Linked DNA regions of Danio rerio: regions 2, 3 and 4 are each linked to region 1. A link is a contact called in public HiChIP or PLAC-seq data. All regions are on one chromosome and are shown on one strand. The core of a region is the stretch at or near the end of the contact, and the rest is flanking DNA. Distances in the headings are between cores, read along the strand shown.

Region 1 (3,731 bases), core at 417-2,916:
GTTAATTGTATTGATTATTTGTATTTATTTACTTTTTTCTATTATTTATTTCTTTGGTCTCGCTGCAGAGCCATTTGAGGAGAGGTGAGCTCCAGAGAGGGGGATCTTAAGCTTGAGCTCCACCTTTTTTGCACTTCTTCTACGAGTGATGTCACTGGGGGTAGGGTTAGGGGTGGGGTTGGTGTACGCATTAAAACAGCTTACAGGAGGAGGAGCGACAGCTCATGCTCCCCCTCTCTGGAGCTCACCTCTCCTCAAATGGCTCTGCAGCAAGCACCACTTGGCTATTTTACACAAACCCTCTTGTATTCCCATCTGGGCCCCTAGGGGTCCACACACGCAGGTCCTGGGTTGAAAACCCCTATCCAAAAAAAAGAAGAAAAAAAAAAAAAAAAGGCATTGTGAGATGTTTTTGTGCAATGGAGCAAACACTGCACTCACAGTCGAAGCTGTTAGCTCTTTTGGAGAATGTTTGTTGCATTGCACTGCCTGTGTTGTAGCTTTTCTATATGATGTGATAGATAGATAGATAGATAGATAGATAGATAGATAGATAGATAGATAGATAGATAGATAGATAGATAGATAGATAGATAGATAGATAGATAGATAGATAGATAGATAGATAGATGGACGGACGGACGGACGGACGGACGGACGGACGGACGGACGGACGGACGGACGGACGGACGGACAGACAGACAGACAGACAGACAGACAGATAGATAGATAGATAGATAGATAGATAGATAGATAGATAGATAGATAGATAGATAATTATTTTCCGCATATATATATATATTTAAAATGAACATGTTGTACAAAAGTAATACACAAGGGTAAATAGGCTGTAGGAGTAATATTATTTGCAGAATATCAATATATATATATATATATATATATATATATATATATATATATATATATATATATATATATATACATATATATATATATATATATATATATATATATATATATATATATATATATATATATATATATATATATATATATATATATATATATATATATATATATATATATATATAAATATATATATATATATATATATATATACATACATACATATATATATACATACATACATACATATATATATACAAAATCGCTAATTAATCAATACCATTTGTGTTCTCCTCGAGTCTGTGGTTTGAGCAAACCATGGAATAAGGTCAGTTAAATGATGACGACACCAGCCATGACAGCTACCGTTTAAAGCACTTAAGAGTGCAGCGGGTTAGTAGGTCAAACCGAAGAGGGGGTAGCTGTGTTTAGATAAATTTCGCAAAAGTTTTAGCAATGAAATAATTTAAATATATGATTATTAGAACTGAGAAATTACAATACTTCCTAGTTTGCTTTAATCTTTCGTCCAAGAACGGAAGAGCTAAAGGAAGCGTGGCTCATGCTTGCCTGTGATTGGCTCGCTAAATGAATGACAACATAAATGGTCCAATCAGAGCTTGTTGCGAAGGTAATTCCGTCGCATAAGAGTGGGGTTTTATTTAGTTATGCAAATTTGAGCAGTTGCTCCCCTCCTCGAATGAGAGGCTCAATTCAGGATAGCCTCGGAGTTTTATAGCTCTTAATAAGATAAAAAGTTTTATCCGTCTTGCGGAATTCATCCAACGAGAATGATTCGTGATGTTAAAGGACAGAGCTACATCTGTGAAATGTGATGTTAGTGGCCAGGAAGTTATGAAAAGCCGGTAGTGTAAGTGCAGCGAACAGTTTCGCCGGTCGGGGCTGCTCTCTTTGTCTGACACGGAGAGTAGTCAACGCGTGCTCTTTTGTTTGGGATTTTGTCTTTGTTTTACAAGAAACAGACGATCATTGTTTTCGTTTAAGCCTCCTGAGGTTAAAATATTTGTTTAAAACATGCATCATATGAAGAAATATTTCACCGAGGGACTCATTCAGTTTACGATTCTACTGAGTTTGATAGGAGTTCGCGTGGATGTCGACACCTATTTGAGCGGCTACTTCTCGCCATTGATAGAGACAGATGGGGGACCGAGCTCGGCTTTTATACAGACCCCGTTTCACCACTACCGGGATACCGCAGCGGGCCATCATGTGCACCCAAAATGTCCCGAGCTGGACTATTTTTTCACCAGCCGCAGGCTTCTTAATGAAGTGCGAGCGCTCGGGTCCCCGGCCCGCTTCCCCACGCGTGTCAGCGCATGGCTTGTGCACCTGGTACCTGACGAAGGGTCTGATGGCGATGAGCTACCAGAGGACCCTGATAATCAGGAGGTAAATACCGAAAATCACCAGGAAGAGAACGACCATAGGGCTGGAGAAGGCTTCGGGCTGTCATTATCTCAGGATTGCACCGTTTCGAGGCCTTGCTGTGCATCCGGAGAACTTTCTAAAGAGGTATCAATAGTCATATAATGTTACACAGTTTCCATGCTTAAAGTGATATTTTGTTGCATTCTCATTATAAGCTACTCTGGTTGGCGCATATGGGTAACTTTAATGTTGTGTTATTTTGATGAGTTAGCAGTTAGCTTCATGGCAAACCCTATTTAGCACTCGTGAGCAACTGAAAGCGAAACAATAACTCATCCATTAATACACAAATGAGTTTAATGTTACAAATTAATTTAATGTGTGGCTATCTAGGTTTGATCTACCTGGTTGTATTGATCTGGTTATGGGCTTTGATTTTACTACTATGTTTTTAAACCCTCTGCTGCAAATTCAAATCCTTAATTAAGTTAAATAACTCGTGTTTTCAAAAAAAAAGTGTTTTCAATGTAAATATGTTTACTTGTTTGTATTAGGGCCTGTAACCATGGCAACAGTTACATGTGTCGATCATGTGTTTCATAAGTTAGTACAAGGGCCTTGAACAATGGCAACGGGCACAGGACCAGTGTCAGAGCATTTTCAAATTTTAACCATGTTTTAATCAATAATTATCCATTGCATTTGATCAATTTAGACGTGTTGTAAATGTAATCAATACCATCCCATTTTTATAGGATAAACCTGTCTAGATTCCGTCAGAGGTTACAGTATCATTTAGTCCAGCCCAAACTAGCTCTTTCTGAAACGTTGCTGGTCCTGCCTTGACAGAGCTTGGCCTAGTTTTTGAAATCTGTTAAGTCATGTAATATCCCTCTAGCTATATTTCAAAACATGTTATGCAAATATGAGTACTTTTTTTAACTGCCACATGTGTAGGTGAAGTAGCATATGTTTACTTAAAATAAGTGAAATCTCTATTGAAAGGGTAGCAAATAACTACTAATACATGTCTTAAACAGGTGCATAAACATAGTTTACTTAATCTTTAGATGAAGTTATTCCTGAATGCAAAGTTTTCCTAATTTTACAAATGTTTTAGACATTTATTTTGGCGTCTCATTTTCTTTCATTCCAGGAAACTTTAATGAATCAAGAGAATGAGGAGGAGGATGTCAAAGATGAGAAAAAGCAGGAACAAACCAATCCTTCTTCGCTGACTCAGAGCTCAGCTCTAGAGCATGAGGTAAACAAAAACAAACCTCACTACCTGATGAACTAGTCTTGTGTGTCTGTCAAGTTTAGTGTTAAACTTGAGTAATGAGCTCAAAACGTTACCTAACCGTATTCTGGTAACAACATTTGAATAAAATAGGTCTAAGAGTAAATCAGAACAGTTGAATCCTTTTATGGAAGTTATGTTTCTTAATCAACTCCACATAAAGATTTTTTTT
Region 2 (3,731 bases), core at 399-2,898, 210 kb after region 1:
TGACATAAAATACAATCGGTATTTGATACTGATTTTAAATAAATAACCTGTAAAATACATCAATTCATATGTACAAACTTCAAGACAAACAAACGACAAAACCGTTTTAAACTTAATTTTGTAAGAATCTAATATTTTACTCATTTGCTTATCCAGTGTACTTTAGATATTTAAAGTAATTGTATTCAAAGCTTATATATTTATTTACACATTCCTTTTACTAAGACAATGCAAATATCTATCCACATTACATGAAAACACAGAAGAGAAGTTTACTTTTTTATCCAAGGCCGCTACACAGGGCGTTTACTTTCACATAACAAGTGGAAAGTTCTTTTGTGAAAGACATCCCCTTGAGAAACACACACTTAGAATAAAGAAACGCGCGGACGCACACACATCAGCATATATTCAAACACTAACACATTTTATAGAGGTAAATATACAAATATACATTTTAAGGCCGGTATCCGCTTCCTGCAGCTGCCATATTCATACTTTTCAGTTTGTTGTCTTTTTTCCATTTCATTCTGCGGTTTTGAAACCATATTTTGATTTGTCTCTCTGAGAGACAAAGAGTGTGTGCAATCTCAATTCTTCGGCGACGTGTCAGGTATCGGTTGAAGTGGAACTCCTTCTCGAGCTCAAGTGTCTGGTAGCGCGTGTAGGCTGTCCTGGGCCTTTTCCCCTCCGGTCCGGCCAAATTATCTGTTATACATGAGTGGGACATTTTCACTTTTATTTATTATGCATTTTAATACACCTGGTATGCACGACACAAAAAGTGAACTGAAGTAGCATGTATGCATCAAACTCAACGCATGCGTAACATTCTCTCAAGGGCAAAAAGCATAACATTTATTTCAACTATTTTTTTTCAAATTATCTCTAACAAATTATAATTTATTTAATAACACAACCAATTTATTAATCCACAATCGACAAATTAATTAATCATACAATTGCACTTCGTTTTTAAAGAATATAATCAGTTTTAAATAATCTTTAGAAACATGGAGTCATTAAACCACAGGATGCATATTTGGCATATTTTTCGATATAAATATCCAAAATGAAAAACTAACTCTAATATTTCAATATTCATATAAAGTTAAAAAAAATTTTACTGTAAAACTGGCAGGAGGCCAATCACACCTTACATTAACACTCAGAACACAAACGCAATAAAAGCAAACCTCTACGTTTGCCGTTTACCATGACTTATATGAAGTTTTCGCATCCATGGATAAATCTGCGGTGCCTCCGACACATTCTGTGAAGCTGTCTGTCCACTACCCGGTGGCTTTTCTTCCTCCATAGAGCTTGACACTTTCGAAACTCCCTCCCGGCTGAGAACCGTTCCAAAGCTTTTGGACGCAGAGCCAGCGGTGCTAGATAGTGAGATTTTCAGGGCGCGGTGTGACTGCTCACTGACAGGAGAGTTGGCTAAGGATGAGCAGGGGAGATGATCAGAGGAAGGTTCAGCGCTGCTAGCGGTAACCGGCTGATTGTACCGGACAGGCGTCGCAGTTGGACTGTCTTTGTAGCTTTGAGTTCGCTCACCAGATGAAAGAAAGTGTCCGGGGCTGGAGTGCCCGGTGCTGAGATCCATTCCATTGTAGCCACAAGCATACCTGCCCGAATGCATGCCCGTAGAATCTCTGCATTGGCCACTAGAGTTGTGATCTCCATAGTTATGTAAGGGATAGTCCACGCCATTTGGATAGCGACCGCAAAATGAATTCACGAAATAAGAGCTCATTGGTTGACAATTACCTTATTGTTACTTTTACTTACTACAACTACCTTTATGGAGAAAACAATGCTGCCGTTTGAGTTTGATTTGTGTCTCTTGGTGGTTTTGAGCTTCTATTGCACCCTTGCACTATTTATGATGAATTATGGAAATGAGTGAGACACAGACTTAATGCACCCTTACGTAGGCTTCCAAATATGGGCTATGGCTTAGAATCACGTGTTTTTTGTTGACCAGTCGTAAATCCTATTCTGTGACCTCCAGCGGTAAACTCAGACGTAAGCAGGAAATCAGGGTGGAATTGTTAGGACACGGGAGCGCGCAACAACAGTTTTGGCGAACTAGCAGTTAAATCGCTTGTTTGTAGATGGTAGCCGTGCGCCACCCTCTGGTTAGAGTCGGGACTACCTAAACCATCAGACTGGAGGCGAGCAAGCGATGGGGTCATTCAGAGGGTAACGACTCTGCGGTAGAAAAATTGTATCTGCTGAAACAATGCGCCGTGACCTGCACACTAAAACGCGCAGCAGAATGCCTGATAGACTCAGTGTCACTCGAAACTAGAAATTTGAAACATCAGTCGTCAACGAGAATAAAACTCAATACATAAAAGAAGATATACGCAGTTAAAATGGTCAAAGGACAAGCATAATTCCTTTATTATTTATAAAAAGACTAAGCTTTGTGTTTAATTAATTGTAAGACGGGCACTGGATTTTTTTTTATTTTAAAATATTATGCTTAAAAACATTCATGGGATGTTGTTAAATATGCTTAGTCAATCTCTTTTTTAATTTTTAAAGTGCAAGCAAAACGGCGATTTTTAACTAAGGGTTTACATTATTCATGATGTAATGCCTAATTGCTGTTTAGCATTTTGGGATTAAGCACAGCTGTCTATTAGTAGATTATATTCTAAATAATAACAACAACAACAACAATAATATTAATAGTAATGATAATAATAATGCATTTTACACATACATGCATACATACATACATACATACATGCATCCTATGGAAAAGTGCGAAGTAAGGTAGGTTGTAGGCTACTTTGTGTTGGTGTGTAACACGAACAAAAAAATATCTATAAAATATCTATAAAATCCAATGTAATGTCATAGAATAAAAAGTAATAGGTTTTTCTCTATGGGTTCTGGCAATATACAAGACAAATCTGACTACAACAATGTAAAATTTCATTAAAAAATTGGAAAGCAGCGGAGACTAACTTTCAGAGAACCTCTGGTGATCAGCAAACCTTTTTCCATGACCAGCTAAAATAACAGGAAAACAGGAAAAACATCAACAGAAGTATATGATGAAAAAAACAAACAAACAAGGAATGCCACGACTAAGAGAAAACCTGACATTAGTTGGTGAATAGAGACGCCTATACTGTGTGTAACCAGTAAAATATAGAAACTGTTATTAACCTCGCAATTATTGAATACACATTGAAAACATTGTAAACCCCTTATTAGACTCAATAGACATCATATATATATATATATATATATATATATATATATATATATATATATATATATATATATATAAACAATTCCATTTATTTGACACTGACTTCTTGAACATTTGTTAACATTAGCTCCGACCCCACAGTTCCCGTCGAACATTCTGCTTGCTTGGTCTAAATTTGTGGCTCGCGTTTCTCATAACAGCGATCGAAGATAATCCATATCGTTAAAATCAATTAATTTAACTTAGACTCTCACTATTAGAAATAAAGGGACAAAAGCTGTCGCTGGGGTTGTAGGCCTATTTATAAGGTAAGCTAAATGTTACCATGCTACTCCAGTAGCCTATACCAAATGGTAAACCTTAAAAGTACAAAAGTGTACTATTTATATTGTATGAGCGACTTATGCTGCGTTCAGCCAAATTGGAGTAATATCTGAGTCAAATAACATAGCCTCTTCCAACATATTTCATATCACGCTTTGTGAAGGCTTTT
Region 3 (3,731 bases), core at 541-3,040, 180 kb after region 1:
CATCACCGGAGAACAACTTCAGACAATTGCGTATGCTGCAAAACTCACAACACAAGAATTAACAACACTTTGCATCGTCCAGAGAATTTGTCAATTACAGACACTATTTCCCGAAAGATTTAACAGATTCACTAGTAATGCATCCCCTAAATATATTGCACTATTTCCTTCGGTTCTTGAGGTAGACATTTTGACAAGTGGTTTACAAGTTCAAACTAAGACGCGCGTAAAAGTGCAGCATTTGTTATTACTGTGCACAAAAATGCACAAGCCACTTCTTTCTATCCAGGTGCTTGACAAAGTGCCCAAGACAATTAACAGTTATTTCACATTAACATAAATAGTGCACAGATAAACAATGAGTGATCAAAATGGTCGAGTTAGAAACGGTTGGTCGCTAAAACACTCTTCCACTTATGTTAAAACATGATGTACAAATAACCATAAGACAAGTCACAAACAATTTTGCATTATTGTTTACAATTTGAAAGAACAAATGTGAAAGCTGTTTAATTAGAGGAGTATGCCTCAACAGTTGGTGAAGGAGAGGGCGTGGATGGTGCAGAGGGCGACTTTTCAGATGCATCCTCTGTTTTTTCGAGACCATCTTTCTGTTCGGACAAAGATTTCGGCAAAAGACCTTCCTTTTCGCGCTTCTTTTGTTTCATACGGCGATTTTGAAACCATATCTTCACCTGAGTCTCATTCAATTGGAGAGAAGCCGCGATCTCCACGCGCCTTGCGCGAGTCAAGTACTTATTGAAATGAAACTCCTTTTCAAGCTCTGTCAGCTGTTTTGTCGAAAAATTGGTGCGTACAGTGTTTGGCTGCCCACCAAATCCATACTCCCCAGCTTTTCCTTAAGAGAGAGAATGAAAAGAAGAATAAATGAATGTGTGTATGCATACTAGGCTATATTGTTATGTCAAGTCCCATATCTTAGGTTTCTTCAGATGTTTATGTAACCAGTGTTGGACATGCAATATTAAGTCAGGACTTGTATTCCGTATCGGGAGAAAAAATAATTACGACTTGTAAAATTTAAGTCACTCACCTGTTTTTGGCGGGTTGCGTTTAACCTTCATCCAGTCAAATGTCTGTCCCGTGGGCACGCCATCTGATAGAGGTGAACAACAAGCATCATGATGAGGCACATGCAGAGGGGAAAGCGGATTTGAGCAGCCCGCCACAAACGTAAGGTTTGCCTGATCCGAACTATTACCATATGTGGCTGAGCCGTACTGGAACTGGCCATGGAGGTGAACGTTTCCGCTACTGTAACCATGACGATGATGACGGTGCTGCACAACAGTGGAAGAAATATTTCCAGAGTAAACTAACGGGCCACACTGGGGAAAGCTCACAGACGATTCCACGTCCTGATTTAGGGCATAGTGATTGTATCCAGTGCAAAAACTTTGAGTTCCATAACTTGGATGGGCGCTGTAGGTAATTGACAAAGTCCCGGGGGACTGGTACGAGCCGGCCTGTTGTGGCTGAGAGTTAATTACATCTTGTGACGATATATTGGACATGAACCGTTCATCTCCACTGCAGCTATTTAACCTAACAGCACACGACGATTGGAATGTTGAAAGTCCGTGATCACCGTGGAACGCCCTGACTGAGCACGAGCCCCCGCTACCTCCATCTCCACCACCACTTATGGACGAAAAATCTAAGAATGTGCTCATTGTGTCATCTTCTTGGGCGTCTCAGCTCGTGGTTGCCACACTGACAGAACTTTGGGCCCGGAACTGATTAACGTCGCACCATTCACCCTGGGTTGAGCCGAGGCACCCTTCTGCCTCCTTCAATCAGTCGTGGATTGGAGGTGTTCGGGCGCTAGTGATATGAATGACCAGTGACAGTCACGTGGGCTGGGTCAGCCAGTGATCAGTTGTGCTGTCTCATCTTGATCTTAAGTGGCCTTGCACTGACAGGTTGTCGTTAAAGACCAGGCTTATGCAAATGCCGACCTCTTGTCCATCAACGTTACGTAGGCCCACCTTTACTTCTGCTGAAAGGATAGATTCGCTGGCAGATACGCTAAGAGGGACGTTGTCTCACAGACAGCGTCCCGGCAGCATCAGCTTCTCGGTGTGTGGATTTTTTTTAAAGAAATGCTTCAGGTAAGATGATCTCAAAACCACAAAGAAATTATGTAAAGTTAGTATCTTTTTCTGGTTCACAATTCGGGTAGCAATATCCTATCAGCTATAGGCTCTAGTGTATCGGCTTTCGTCAACTTAGTAAGTGTATAAAAATGATAAACTGACTACCACTCATCGTATTGTTATTTTTTCGGTGTAGCCAGCACAGTTATATTTGTTGTTTTTTAATACGTTAGGCTTAGCTACTTGATAAAAACATTGGCTGTAGCCCACTGTATATTTATTACTGCTATAAGCTATTTAGCCTATGTCTATGTATGCTAACTGTCAACATTAAGCAGCAAGGAACTAAGGACTTGGAACTTACTTGGAACTAAGAACTTACATGTTGAAATAAATACATTAGCGGGATTTCTGTTTTTGCTGAATGCTATTTTGTGATTAGTATTCACAGACTGATCAATAATCACAGGGAAGACGATGTATTTTATCCACAATCCTATGTGGAGCAGAGGAGACACGCGCCCCCTCTGGAGGAAATTGGACATTTTTATACCTTTTTTCTTTTTTCAAAATGGCGCTTTACACAAGCTTACTACGGCCTAGTATTTCTTATGCCACTATTTTTTTTACAGCAACAAGCCTGACAAATAAGGCAAGAAAAAATAACAGCATAAATATAAAGTGTAATGTACTTAAATGAAATGGAGTCATAGTTTATAAAAACTGTAGAACCACTTAGTGGCCAAATGTTCACTCTGTTAGATGTGGGGAAAAATATCTAAAAATAAAAACTATTGTAGTTGATTAAATATTTGTTTATTCATACGAAAAAAAGCATTTTAAAACATCTTCAATAAAGACATTATAAACATTTGTAACGTTATTTCAATCAGGACAAAAAGCAAAAAGACTAAGACAAATTGGGGAGGACGTGCAGTGAAATATGTTGTATGAGTGTTTTGTGTAATCCTAATGACGGGGTGTAAAACGCCAATAAAAAGATTAATTATTATTATCCGTCCACGTGGGTTGCGCTGAATCCAAAATCGTTATATTGATAAGCGGTGAATGAAATACGTATTTGGGCAGATTTTCACAGACACTGATTGTCTGGATGCTGTCAGCTTTTCTAGAAGACTTTGATTTATGAGTTCGTTTCATGAAAAGAAACATCCTCCTCGGTATTTCCTGACGATGCAGAGAAAAGAGTACGAGACAAAGAGCCCAACTTTGGCGAAGGAGACACGTTTGAACAGTTTTGCTTCATAAATTGCAACATTTGAAAAGTTTTAGGAGTTTGAGTGATAACAAATGTATTAGGATTAATTGTACAGTTTTAGTAATTCCGCAGCTCACAATTTTTCATAAATTGAAAGAAATAGGTTGCTTTTTATATTTTAGTATTCTCCAAAATTATGTTTCCTGTTTTTTTTTCCATCAACCGTAATTACATAAAATCAGCGTTTATATCTTTTAACACAAACTATAAAAGCTTAGCTAACTTTACACATTGTTTATGACTTTTCTTCATACTTTAAATTGTTTACAACATTCCATCATTTTCACTTGCTTAATTTTATAATTAGTATAATGTGTTTATATACCATAGCAAGT
Region 4 (3,731 bases), core at 743-3,242, 160 kb before region 1:
ATCACACACCAAACGCGCACATTCGCATGATATTTAACATGAAACTAATCTGATGGCGCTCTGTGGGCCGGCTGAAATATGAACTGCTTCGTGAATCGTGGCTGGGCGGCGCCGGTGTGTGTATAGAACCTGTTTAGAGTTCTAAAATCCATGGCGCTGCGTGGTGCTGCGCGGCAGAGAGGCGCTTCTAGTGTGCTTCCTGCTTCATACAGAGAGTGAATCAAAGCGCATTGGTGCCATTATAATTGTATTAAATATATATACATATTTTTTAATCGTGATTTCTTGATTTGATTCAAAATTAAATCGTCTTAAAACGTAAATTCGAATTAATCGAAAAAAATCTGAAAAATCGCCCAGTCCTACTATCAGGGTACACACACTGGCGCCGCAAGTCGGTGGCACCCAGCCACGACTCAGAACACTGTTCATATTTCTGCCACGCCACAGAGCGCCATCTGATTAGTTTCATTTTAAATAGCATGCGAATGCGCATGTCTGGTGTGTGATACTTTAAACTGGCATGTGCGCGCCTTGTCGCGGCGCTGAGCAGTGCAGCGCCCTTTAGACATGGGCCGGTTTAAGATTCTGACGGTATGATAATCTTGGATAAAAATATCCCGGTTTCACGGTATTGTGATTCCAGCTCTAAAATATATTCTTTTTTTAATGAATGGTATAAAACTAAAACATTTTTCCTTTTAAATATAATATATATATTATTTTGAGAAACATTTAAATTATTTTGGAACATTAATCATGTCAAGCTAAATGAATAATTGACTTCTGATGTCTTCATTTGTTTCAAAAACCGATTTTTTTTAACTATTTAAAACAGCATCTTTGGATATTTTTTCTGCTAAAGATACTGTTGTCCTAAAAAAAAAAAAAAACATGATTAAAACAATCTTACACATACCTTTAGGAACGGTACAGCGGAAATTTTTGACGGTTTTAAAACCTTGACTTTTCTAAACCACAGAAAACAATTATTGTCCCATGCCTGGACGGTATAAGATTCTGAGGATATAATAACCTTGGATAAAATTTCATTCTATCACAGTATTGTGATTACTGCTCTAAAATGTATTCTTATTATATTCCGAGTTAAAAACAACTTCAGTTAGCTTTCACTTTCCTTGTATAGAAAAAAATGCTGCTGTAGCTAGTCTCTGACTTTCTGCCTTCGGGACAAAAACTGAACAGAATGAAGGTCACTAATTTACATATTAAGGATTTTGCGAGAAACTTTGCCTTTTGTCAAAAAATTAAACCACTTTTATAGCAGATAGTAAAGGTGCTGACAATAAAAATAAAAAATATCGTAATTTGATGTTTTTAATTGTATCAAATAAGCAACAATAAACTACAAAAATCGAGGGTTAGGGAGTGTGTGAATTATGCAACACAACAACACACAATATTTGCAGTCGTGACGGACACTTGTACACGATGCGGGTCCCCTTGTTGTTGCCACAGCAACACAATGACTCTGACCAAACCAATCAGTCAAATAGTAAATTGACTTGCACAACTTCTTAAAACTTTTATAACAAACTGCAAAGTTGCCTAGGCCGAAAATGAACAAGAATAAATATTTTATTAAGGGTAAATTAAAACAAAACTGCGTAATAGGCTCACAGATGAGTCATTTAACCCATGGTGAGGACAGGAAATAGTTTTAAAGAGTTTCTAAGGCGACATTAAACTCAAAAGAAATAAACTTATCGGCTATGATCGGGATTTAAGACTGATATAACGTTAAACATACGGCTATATTCATTCATAAGACCGGATGTATATTAGTGGACATATTTTACGACACATGTGCCGAAATCATCGCAGTTATAATTCTTCTCTTACAAAAGCTCTTGTTTGATCATCCAAACATTTACATTATATTACTAGAAACGAAGTCAGTGCCTACCACAGTCGCCAGGTTCAGAGTGACAGCGTGGCGCGGCGGCTCTGTCGTCGTGTCACTGGCGGTCCACTTAAAAAAGACGCCTTATCAGCACATTTATACTTTGGACAAAGCGACTGTCGTCGGGTTCACCATCTCTCTTCTCCTACCTGCCAGGTCTTAAGTAACTTCGCTTCTAGGAAGTGTATATCACATACGAAATGTTCGTGACGCACCGCTGTAATCCGAGAAAGAAGCGCAAGGTGGAAGAGAAACCATAGGTTTTATATTCACGACTTCCAGCTCAGGTTTGAACCTCGAACCGTGTTTTGAGTTCCGCGGTGAGGTGAGTAGTCGTAGGCGGGGCATCCGATGATTGATGTTTAGGAAACCAATGAAATTCCACCGCAGAGCCAATCAAGATATGGCATTTTAAAACAAAACAGAACAGAAACTATTATGTAATTCTGGTACACACAGGTAATCACTTCATCTATCTATCTATCTATCTATCTATCTATCTATCTATCTATCTATCTATCTATCTATCTATCTATCTATCTATCTATCTGTCTGTCTGTCTGTCTGTCTGTCTGTCTGTCTGTCTGTCTGTCTGTCTGTCTGTCTGTCTGTCTGTCTGTCTGTCTGTCTAATCTATATATCTATCCATCTCTAAATTAATTAAACTGAATCATTTACTAGCTTGGAATAATCACCTTATATCCATCTGAATTGTGAGGACTGCATTTGAAGAGGGAATCCCATCTACAGCATATCAGCACGATGCTATGGTATGATTAATTCATGTTAGACAAATGTGCTTCTTTGCATATTAGCCCAGGGTTGCCTTAACAACGAAGGCTTTAGTTCATGCCAACACCCATCTACTAGAAAGGGAATCCTCCCTTCAATGGAATGTACCAAACCAGTCAACCTGATTCAGGTACAGTATGTTTTAAATAAGAACCACACAGACAAGACAAACAATCACACAACTCGAGCACATCACTGAAGTGTTATAGACGTCATGTTGTCAGCTCTGGGAAAACTCTGAGCAGTGAAACCAGTGTTTTCCCATGACGGTGGGCAAGTAGAGAATACGGAAAATATGACACATTGGTTTCACTGATATGTCATTTCCCCGTTTCTCTATGCTAATGATATGTTATTGTAGAAGTTTAAGCAATTTTAATTAAATAGGTCTAATTCAGAATATTAATTACATTTCCTACTGCAAATACATCCCTGCTTTGTTTTTATTAAGTGGTTGACACAAATTCACTGTTTCATTAAAAGTCATAACATAAAAGTTTCATTTAAAAAGTAACGCTAAACACATAGGCTACAATTCATCAACAACTTAGTGATAGGCTAATTTGCATAGCAAATGTGTGACATTTTATAAGATCGTTAAATAACATATAGGTAAAACAATACACACTGTAGGTATATACAAAATTAAAAACCATAGGGTATACACATTTTATAAACATACAAAGCAGTCAATGAAAATTCTCATCCATTTCTTATTTTGAACATGTAACTTAAAGAGTGAACGGGTGTTAGTAACCCTGAACTATTACAAAGGAAACAGCGTACTCTGGGGGTCAAGTGGAGAATTGATAGATGCAGTAGTGAAAAGGGAGAGTTCACCCAAAATGAAAATTACCTCATTTACTATCCCTCATGGTTTTTTTTAAACCATTATGAGTTTTTTTTTACTTTTGTTGAACACAAATGAAGATATTTTAAAGAGTATTGGGATCCATCAACTTTCTATAGTAGGAAAAAATGGGTCCCAGCATTCTTCAAAATATCTTCTTTTGCA

The links. HiChIP or PLAC-seq counts read pairs in DNA pulled down with a chosen protein or histone mark.
Region 2: a contact with region 1 is called in an H3K4me3 HiChIP or PLAC-seq map of gastrula embryo, with 4 times the contacts expected there. The contact joins the promoter of hoxa5a here to the promoter of nfe2l3 in region 1. A contact is called at or near these places in 5 of 18 Hi-C or Micro-C datasets (caudal fin, embryo, fibroblasts and 1 more) and 3 of 4 datasets of contacts at active chromatin or transcription factors (caudal fin, embryo and gastrula embryo).
Region 3: an H3K4me3 HiChIP or PLAC-seq map of gastrula embryo shows a contact between it and region 1, with 4 times the contacts expected there. The contact joins the promoter of hoxa1a here to the promoter of nfe2l3 in region 1. A contact is called at or near these places in 1 of 18 Hi-C or Micro-C datasets (an unstated tissue) and 2 of 4 datasets of contacts at active chromatin or transcription factors (caudal fin and gastrula embryo).
Region 4: a contact with region 1 is called in an H3K4me3 HiChIP or PLAC-seq map of embryo, with 4 times the contacts expected there. The contact joins the promoter of osbpl3a here to the promoter of nfe2l3 in region 1.

The regions. Positions count from the first base shown.
Region 1 is chr19:22,227,336-22,231,066 of GRCz12tu, reverse strand. nfe2l3 (nfe2 like bZIP transcription factor 3) reads left to right here and starts at 1,666. Exons shown (of 5, transcript NM_213231.1): 1 at 1,666-2,403; 2 at 3,416-3,523. The coding sequence starts at 1,903. LOC141378966 (a long non-coding RNA gene) reads right to left here and starts at 1,404. Exons shown (of 3, transcript XR_012394807.1): 1 at 1,148-1,404.
Region 2 is chr19:22,017,025-22,020,755 of GRCz12tu, reverse strand. It overlaps hoxa5a (homeobox A5a), which reads right to left and starts at 1,648. Exons shown (of 2, transcript NM_131540.1): 1 at 1,216-1,648; 2 at 458-708. The coding sequence starts at 1,648. The coding sequence ends at 458. It also overlaps a transcript of evx1 not described here and a transcript of hoxa3a not described here.
Region 3 is chr19:22,043,766-22,047,496 of GRCz12tu, reverse strand. It overlaps hoxa1a (homeobox A1a), which reads right to left and starts at 1,790. Exons shown (of 2, transcript NM_131536.2): 1 at 1,055-1,790; 2 at 488-859. The coding sequence starts at 1,694. The coding sequence ends at 510. It also overlaps a transcript of evx1 not described here.
Region 4 is chr19:22,386,816-22,390,546 of GRCz12tu, reverse strand. It overlaps osbpl3a (oxysterol binding protein-like 3a), which reads right to left and starts at 1,992. Exons shown (of 22, transcript NM_001004646.1): 1 at 1,928-1,992.